Linked DNA regions of Zea mays: all the other regions are linked to region 1. A link is a contact called in public Hi-C data. All regions are on one chromosome and are shown on one strand. The core of a region is the stretch at or near the end of the contact, and the rest is flanking DNA. Distances in the headings are between cores, read along the strand shown.

Region 1 (2,639 bases), core at 76-2,575:
CGACGGGGGTGGTGGCGTCGTCGACGACGATGGTGGACCAGGGAGACGCTCCGAGGGAGATATCGAACTTCGGGTAGACGTTGCTGTTATCGAAGTTGCCGTAGAGGAAAGTGGCCCTGACAAGGTAGCGCGTCCTGTTCCTGACGTTCATGGTGTAGCAGTGCTTCCTGTTGTCCGCGGGGAAGTAGCGCACGGTGGTCAGCTGCTGCTGGGTCTGCTGCAGGCCATTCTGGACCAGCAGCTGCGCGGCCTGGCCGCCAGAGACGAAGCTGGCATCAGAGGTCCACTGGATCCCAATGGCATCCGTGTGATCACGAGCTCCCCCGCAGTCCAAGCTAATGAAACCTGCAGGAGCAGGATGGGAAGGGGGCAAATTAAAGATGGTGAGGTTTAGATGTAGTACAACACACACATTCCACAAATGGATATAATTAGCTATTTGCCATTGTAATCGTTGACTCCTTGTGGTTATAATTGTGACCGAGGAGTCTGATGGCAATTTTGTGAAACCCATTCTTCGTGATGGGAGATAGCCAATTCAGAGTAGTTGCTTGCTTACTCCGTTAGGTTAGATTTACTAGCACTAACATTTATGGAATGCAAAGGAGCAAAATCAAACAGGGGGTCAGTGTGGATATGCACATTCCTCCTCTTGCAATCTCGCAAATCTGCTGGAGAAGCCGGAACATTCTCCCCATGACACTGACTATATGAGTATGCATGCGTAAACTAGGTAGAGAAAGGGCGGTGCCGCCCTAAACAAAACAACCAGGGGAAATTAAAAAAAACGAATCTTTGGACATGAGAATGGGGATTGGGACTCGGAAGGAGTCAGGAGAGCGACGGCTCACCAGGCTGCGCAGCGGACGGCGAGAAGAGGAGCAGCAGCAGGTGGAAGAGGATAGCGGCGGAGAAGGCGGCAGCCATGGAAGTCGGCTTGCAAGTTCCTCCTCTCTCGCAGCCTCCGCCACCGCAAAGCACAGTGCGCCACTTCTGCTGCTGTTGCTGTTACAAGCAGGCAGGCAGGCAGGATCGATCTAGTACTAGTCCTAGTACTAGATCAGTGTGTTGGTGGACATGGTTGGAGAAAACCTGGAAGCAAGGCGATGGACATCCAGCTTTTTCTACCACTCCGTCTGCACGCGGCGCTCGTCTTTAACTAGTGGTAAAGTGACCTTAATCGATAAAGACGGGCTGACATGGGAGTTTAGAGAGAGAATGTGTGGGAGACAGAGACTGCCAGAAGAGTAGAAAAAGGTTGGCTGGGTGCCTGGGACTCCGTCTCCGTGCGAAATGGAGAGGATCCTCAGCTCATGACGGCCGATGACAACTCATGTCAATTTTCAATATATTTATATTACTTCTCGTCTCATTGTTACCTTTACTAAAGTATCTCGTCTCTCAAAAAATAACATTTCCAAAAATTAAAATACTATATCATTTAATATATTTAATGCAATAAAAACAAATTGAGTTTCAACCTTAAATTATATATTTTAGGAAGTAAATTATATTGTTAGAAAAAATGTTAAGAATGATGTACAAAATAAAGATATGACACTAATATGGGATGTAGTATATTTAGGTCCCTTTATGGTGTGCCCTAAATTTTTTTGATAAAATTTTGTAAAATAGGGCATTGTTATGATTGTTTTTAATGATTAAGTCTATATTTCAAGACGTGGCAGTGATTTATGCCACAGGTAAAGAGCATCTCCAACAATGTGCCACAAAATAGTCCCTCAAAAATTAAAACAATACATAATTTAACATGTTAAGGCATAACAAAACAAATTGTACTTCAACAGTTAGGCCCTAAATCATCCATCTTAGGAAGTAAATTGTATTATTGGGAAATAAAATGTAGAGAATGATGTAGAAAACAAGGATATGACGCTAACCTAGGGTGTAATATATTAGGGTCACTTTATGGTGTGCCCCATATTATTTTTTTATGAAAAATATAAAATAAGACACTATTGAAGCTGTTTTTATGATTTGAGCCCTATATTTTAAACTACGACACTGATTTAAATCACAGTTAGAGATACTCTTATAGTGGAATAGGGACTCACTAGGGACCTCTTTGGAACATAGGGATGATATAGGAATTTCACATGAATTGGTTAAAATATAGAAAAATGTAGGATTCAAAAAATATTCTTTTGTTCTAAAGGGGTTTAGACTAATTAGAGCTTATTTGGCTAGAGCCATATCAGGTAAGCTATTTTTTCAACAATTGCACTTTATCATTGGCATCTTGCTCATCTACACACATTCAGACTCACATCTACCCACATCCAGACTCATCCAGACTGTCGGATAGAAATCCCATCATCGCTGAAATCTATGTCAACGGTTAATTTATAGTGATAGGGTGATCCACCAGTGCTACATGGATAACCCAATAGTGATATAAACACATCATAGTTGGTTCATATCAGAAACTGATAATATTATTTATACATATCATTACCAGATATCATCTTAAACCGTTAGTGGTATCCTGAGTGATACTACCAGTTTAGACAACAACCCAACAATTATACTCATGACACTAGTGCCGGATCACACGATAGTGGATTGTCAATTGTCACTATAGGTCCAATACCACATTGTCATTTCTCACACGCACCAAA
Region 2 (2,639 bases), core at 76-2,575, 330 kb after region 1:
TACATTGGAGATATCTGGTGTGGGTCAAAGCGAAGCCGGATCCATCGCCCGTTGTCGGACGACCTTGTTGTTCCTGTCCACTTTGAAGTTTGCCAAGAACTTTGCTTTTGCCTCCTGGATCAGATGCTCCTTATGCTCCTCGAACTGGAGCTGTTCGTCGGCCGGCAAGGTTTCCCAAGTCGGCTCTATAATGTTGCTGGGGGAGACTTCAGAGCTATCTTTTGAACCGGCCATTGAGGGCCGATTTGATGGGTCTAGATGTGTTGTCCCCGTCCCCAGCGGAGTTGCCAAAAAAGTATGTTGACACCTTTTTAGGGCGCCAAACACTCAACACGAACCAACGGCGGTGCACTCTGCACAGGGGCGGACGGTCCGCGCGCAGGTGCCGGACGGTCTGCGGCCTGGTGCGAGGCTAGGGTTCCTGCCTGACGGCCGGACGGTCCGCGCCCTGGGGCCGGACAATCCGCGCGTGCGCAGGGGCGGCGGAAGATCGTCGGCGGCTCCTGGATCTCGCTCCCGGGAGGGACCCCGTCAGGGAGGAGAGATCCTAGGAGTTGTCTAGGCTCGGGCAGACCGACCTAGACTCCTCTAATCGATGTAGAGTCGAAGAGAAGCGAAGAATTTGGGGATCGGAAGGCTAAATTAGACTAGAACTACTCCTAGGAAATAAATGCGAGATAAAAGTGTTTTTGATTCGATTGATAATCACAAATCGGCTGTATACCTCTCTATTTATAGAGGGAGCTGGACCCTTTGCAAACTAATTTTTGAGTTATTTCCGCAAATCTAGGTAACAACCGTAGCACAAAAGTCGAAACCCTAAACTGCTCTGCGCACGCGCGGACCGTCCGGTCCACGGGCACGGACTGTCTGGACCATGGACCGTCCGGCCTCACGGTCGAACCGTCCGCCGGCTTAAAGTGATGCTCAACAAGTAGCCTTGAATTGCTACTCTCTGCATGCCGTACGCTTGTTTTTATCTGATTTATTCCGTGCTTGATTTAGGGGGTGTTTGGTTACACCCCGCTAAAATTTAGCCCCTGTCTCATCGAATGTTTGAACCTCCGTTCCGGGTATTAAATGTAGTCGGATTATAAAACTAATTTGTCAGCCGAAGATTAAAAGACGAGACGAATCTAGTCCAGTTGGTTAGGTCTATATTTCATACTCCTATATAAAAGTCAAATGCTTGATGTGACCCGAGCTAAACTTTAGCAGGAGCAACCAAACTCCCCCTTATGCTTGTTTTCATCGTTACGACGATCTTAAAATTCGTTGACCTGGAAATGCGTACTCTTATCCGGCAGCGCAACGAGACACTGACACGCCGGACCGACGCCGACAGTTGCCGGACGGACCTAACACTAACAGCAAGCCTTACCAGCCGCGGGATCGGACTAGGCTTGTTGGCCTCGCGTCGCGTCTCGGTCCCCTTGCCGCGGAGTCGCCACCATCGGCATCCAGCACCTTCCCCCAGCAGCAGAGCAGTCTCCGGCCGCAGCCATGGCGCCGCCCATCTCCACCTCCGACCCCGCGCTCCCCAACACTACCACAACCACCTCGTCGGCCCCCAAGTCGTCGTCTCGCCCCTTCCTCGCCCCGCTCGCAGCCTCCGCGCGCTCCCTCCTCGCCTCGGCGCGCCGCTCCCCGGTCACCACGCTCGCCGCCGCCTTCTTCCTCCTCGCGCTCGTCATGTACGGCGAGGACGCCCGCACCATCGCCGAGCTCTCCATCGACGACTACCTCTACCCGGACGCTGACCTCTACAACGTCTCCGGCCTGCCGCCCCTCGCGCTGCCCCCGCTCACCTGCGACCTCTCCCGCGGCCGATGGGTCTTCGACAACGTCTCCGTTCCGGCGTACCGGGAGAAAGACTGCACCTTCCTCACCAAGCAGGTCTCCTGCCTCGCCAACGGCCGCCCCGACGACATGTGGCAGTACTGGAGATGGCAGCCCAACGAGTGTTCCCTCCCCACGTACGTCCTCCTCCTCCAGATCTGCACCATTTACTGCTACCTCATCGCGAGCTCGCGTCTTCCATGCCCACTTGTGTGATTGCGTCTTTATTATATGGGTCTGGTCCCCCAATCGGTTGAGCAGGTTCGACGCTCGGAGATTCATGGAGGCGATGCGTGGGAAGCGCCTCATGTTCGTGGGGGACTCACTGAACCGCAACCAGTGGGAGTCGCTGGTGTGCCTGGTGCAGCCCATCCTGTCCAAGGGCAGGAAGAAGATCGTCAAGCGGGGCTCCCTCAACACCTTCTACGCCAAGGAGTATGTAACATCCGACCCACTTGTCTGAAGTGGTGCCATTGCAGCCCACTACACGGCCCAAATCGAGATGTACAAAAGGAGCAGTTAGGTCAGGACAGGGGAAGGGAGAAAAGAGAATATTCAGAACACCACCAGTCATCTTCCTCGTGAAGAAGCGGCAAGGCGAGTTTGTTGGAGTCTCACGCCCCGTTTCTCGTCGACGGCGGCCACGGGACGTGACAATTGGTATCAAAGCTTCGAGTCCTCGACAGTGCGGTGCGGTCGCGCTCTCTCGACAGCGATCCTGTCCGGCGGCCACGATTTTTTGCGGCGCTAGAGTTCCTTGTCTGACCGTTCGCGACGTCCTACAACACCTCATCGGCGTT
Region 3 (2,639 bases), core at 49-2,548, 260 kb after region 1:
GATTTTGAGGTGTTATAAATTCTACCCCATTAAAAATAATCTAGTCCTCGAGATCAGTAAGAAAGGGATGCATAAAGTTCTATGTGTAGTTTTAACTTTTAAAAAAATTGGTTCCAAAAAGTTTTCTTTTCCAATAATTAGTAGGTTATTTGGGAAGCATAAGCATCTTTTATGTAAGACCACCTAGGAATAATGAGATGTGGTTAGAGCAAGGATAGTAAGAAAGATTAGGGCAAGGTAAGACTCCATCTTGGGTGTTGGTCCTTGACGCATCTAGAGATCTGAGTTGACTTCTCTCCTTCGTTTGATGTGGAGGATCACTTCCTTGTCGAGGCCGATTCATCCCTTCTTCGGTCTTGGTGTCTCCATCTGAGTTAGGGACATATGACTAAGATAGCTGCGAGTGGGATAGACTACATTAAGTGGGTCAAGATCTGGTTTGACGTTAGGTTGTTGGAATGGATGGTTATCACGAATATGTTGGTTAACTCGTTTGTTCATGGCCGAGTTGGTCTAAGTCACCAAATTTGTTTAAAATGTGTTTATAGGAGTAGGGTCTACTCCATTTCACCAGGATTGACTAACCTGTTAAGTAAATTATTTAGATTAGATCAGGTCCCAATATATCACATTAACTTAGATGTGATCTAGATTAGATTGGTATGACTAGCTTAGATGGGATGAGATCTAATAGATTTTGGATTAGATCATGACTGCTATTCTAGTGTGGGATTAGTATGCTTATTAGGACAAGATGAATCTATAAGGATAAGACATAATCGTTTATTATAAGATGGATCTACAAGATAGATCTGTTTTTTATGGGAGATATTCTATCTTTCTAAATATTTTACTGTATGTGATTTGATTTGACCCTAGATTATGGAAATAGTCTGCAATGCAATACCACGTAGCCATGACCCAAGGTTTGCAATACTAATGTTCTAGTCCAGACTGATGCCAAAGAGCGGTGAAATTCACTAGATAATTTTAAAGTTTTTGTTTATCTGTTTTTAGTTTCACAGCATCTTGATGTTCTACTAGTGCTTTTGATCTGTTTTCAATCGAGTCCTAGCTCCAGTTTTGCAACAAGGGCATCCACTTCATTTTGAGCGGGTCTTTCATTTTGAGCGGGTGTTTCAATTGCAATTAATCGAGTCCTAGTTTCATATGTTGTAGTTTCATGGACTGTTGTTGAGGATTAGTAATCTTAAAGAATTTTGTTAATACTTAGTAGATGCGGTTCTAGGTGCACACAACTCTTAAATAGTTTTTATTTATTTATGTGTAGTCTGTATTTATCGATTCAGAGGATGAAGGAACACGGGGTATTCAACTGATTAACTATCTCCTAAAGTTAGATTTTCATTTCTCCCGCGAGCACATGCGTCGGCCTCCCTTCTCTTCTTCCTCACTCGGCCTACCTTGGTGGCGTGGGGCACCACACAGCTGGACGCACGGGAAACCGGCCTACCTTGGTGGCGTGGCGCCGCGCGGCATCCGGAACGACGAGGCGCCGAGGGAGGAAGAAGAGAAGGGAGGCCGACGCATGTGCTCGCGGGAGAGGCGGCGTTGGTGTTATGGGCCTACTTGGGCCCTCGAGTTCTGTCGTATGGCCTGCTAGATATTCTGTGAGATGGCTGGCCCCTTGGACGGCGCAGATCGCTTGACTGCTCAGCCTGGTCGACGTTAGAGGATTTGATACCCCTCGCCACCGCCACCGCCACCGCCGGTGTCGTCTATCCTGACCCCGACACCTCGCCGCCCGGTGCCACCTCACCGCCGGATTCACATCGCCCAGTCGCCCCACCAGCCAGAACCTCGTCGCCTCGCCCGCCTTGCTCCGCAGGTTAGGCAGCCAGTACCCCCAAACCCTAGCATCCTCGGCGCTGTCGGTCGTAGAAGAGCACTGGGGGCGTGAGAGAGGGAGTCACCAGCCCTCGAGACCTCCTCCCGCTTCTACCACTCAGCCGACGCTCCCAAAAGGGGCATCTCAAATCCCACCTCACTCCCTTCGTAAGCACTCGCCTACTCACTTCTCCCATGTCATCTGCGAAATCCATGTAATATAGATTGTTCTGTGGTGTCCCACGGTATTGCCACTTGTTTTTTTTTGGTATCAGTCTTAGCAAAAGTTGGCTTCTTACCTCTTCTTATTGTACAAAGCATACCAACACTTATCTTCTCATTTGTTCCTGTTGTCCATTCCAAGTTAATATACAGTTATGCATGTGCATTGGTGCTGCTCGTTTCACCTACCAAGATCCACTATGATAATGAAAAATATTTCTACATATCCGACCAAAACGATCAAGAATATCCCAATCTGATAAATCAGTCCAAACGGGTTTACTAATAGGATGCCCTGATCCAGTACAAAATTGAGCTTTTGATAAGGATCCGACAAGGGGAGTTGCAAGGACTGTGGTATCAAAATTTTTCATTCGAGTATCTATTAGAAAAGTATTCTCCAGCATTTGATTCCTTACTAGCAAAGTATTTATTGGTACACTTGAAAGGTACCCCAGAAAATCGAAGCAAGAGTTTGTTAATTGGTTTAGACGAATCCTTTGTGGTTGAGTCCAAAAAGAGAAAAAATATTGCGAGGGGTTTCTAGTTCAAATCGCGTAATCACAGAT

Evidence for each region. Hi-C and Micro-C count contacts between places; a contact is called where the count stands out from the background.
Region 2: a Hi-C map of endosperm shows a contact between it and region 1, with 2.0 times the contacts expected there. The contact joins the promoter of LOC103654263 here to the promoter of LOC103654267 in region 1. A contact is called at or near these places in 2 of 25 Hi-C or Micro-C datasets (ear and endosperm).
Region 3: a Hi-C map of endosperm shows a contact between it and region 1, with 2.6 times the contacts expected there. The contact joins the promoter of LOC103654264 here to the promoter of LOC103654267 in region 1. A contact is called at or near these places in 2 of 25 Hi-C or Micro-C datasets (endosperm and leaf).

Annotation. Positions count from the first base shown.
Region 1 is chr4:188,559,370-188,562,008 of Zm-B73-REFERENCE-NAM-5.0, reverse strand. LOC103654267 (probable LRR receptor-like serine/threonine-protein kinase At1g67720) reads right to left here and starts at 1,325. Exons shown (of 15, transcript XM_008681100.3): 1 at 852-1,325; 2 at 1-345. The coding sequence starts at 927.
Region 2 is chr4:188,230,519-188,233,157 of Zm-B73-REFERENCE-NAM-5.0, reverse strand. It overlaps LOC103654263 (protein trichome birefringence-like 28), which reads left to right and starts at 1,325. Exons shown (of 4, transcript XM_035967465.1): 1 at 1,325-1,976; 2 at 2,101-2,639.
Region 3 is chr4:188,302,201-188,304,839 of Zm-B73-REFERENCE-NAM-5.0, reverse strand. It overlaps LOC103654264 (inactive poly [ADP-ribose] polymerase RCD1), which reads left to right and starts at 1,298. Exons shown (of 10, transcript XM_035967468.1): 1 at 1,298-2,016.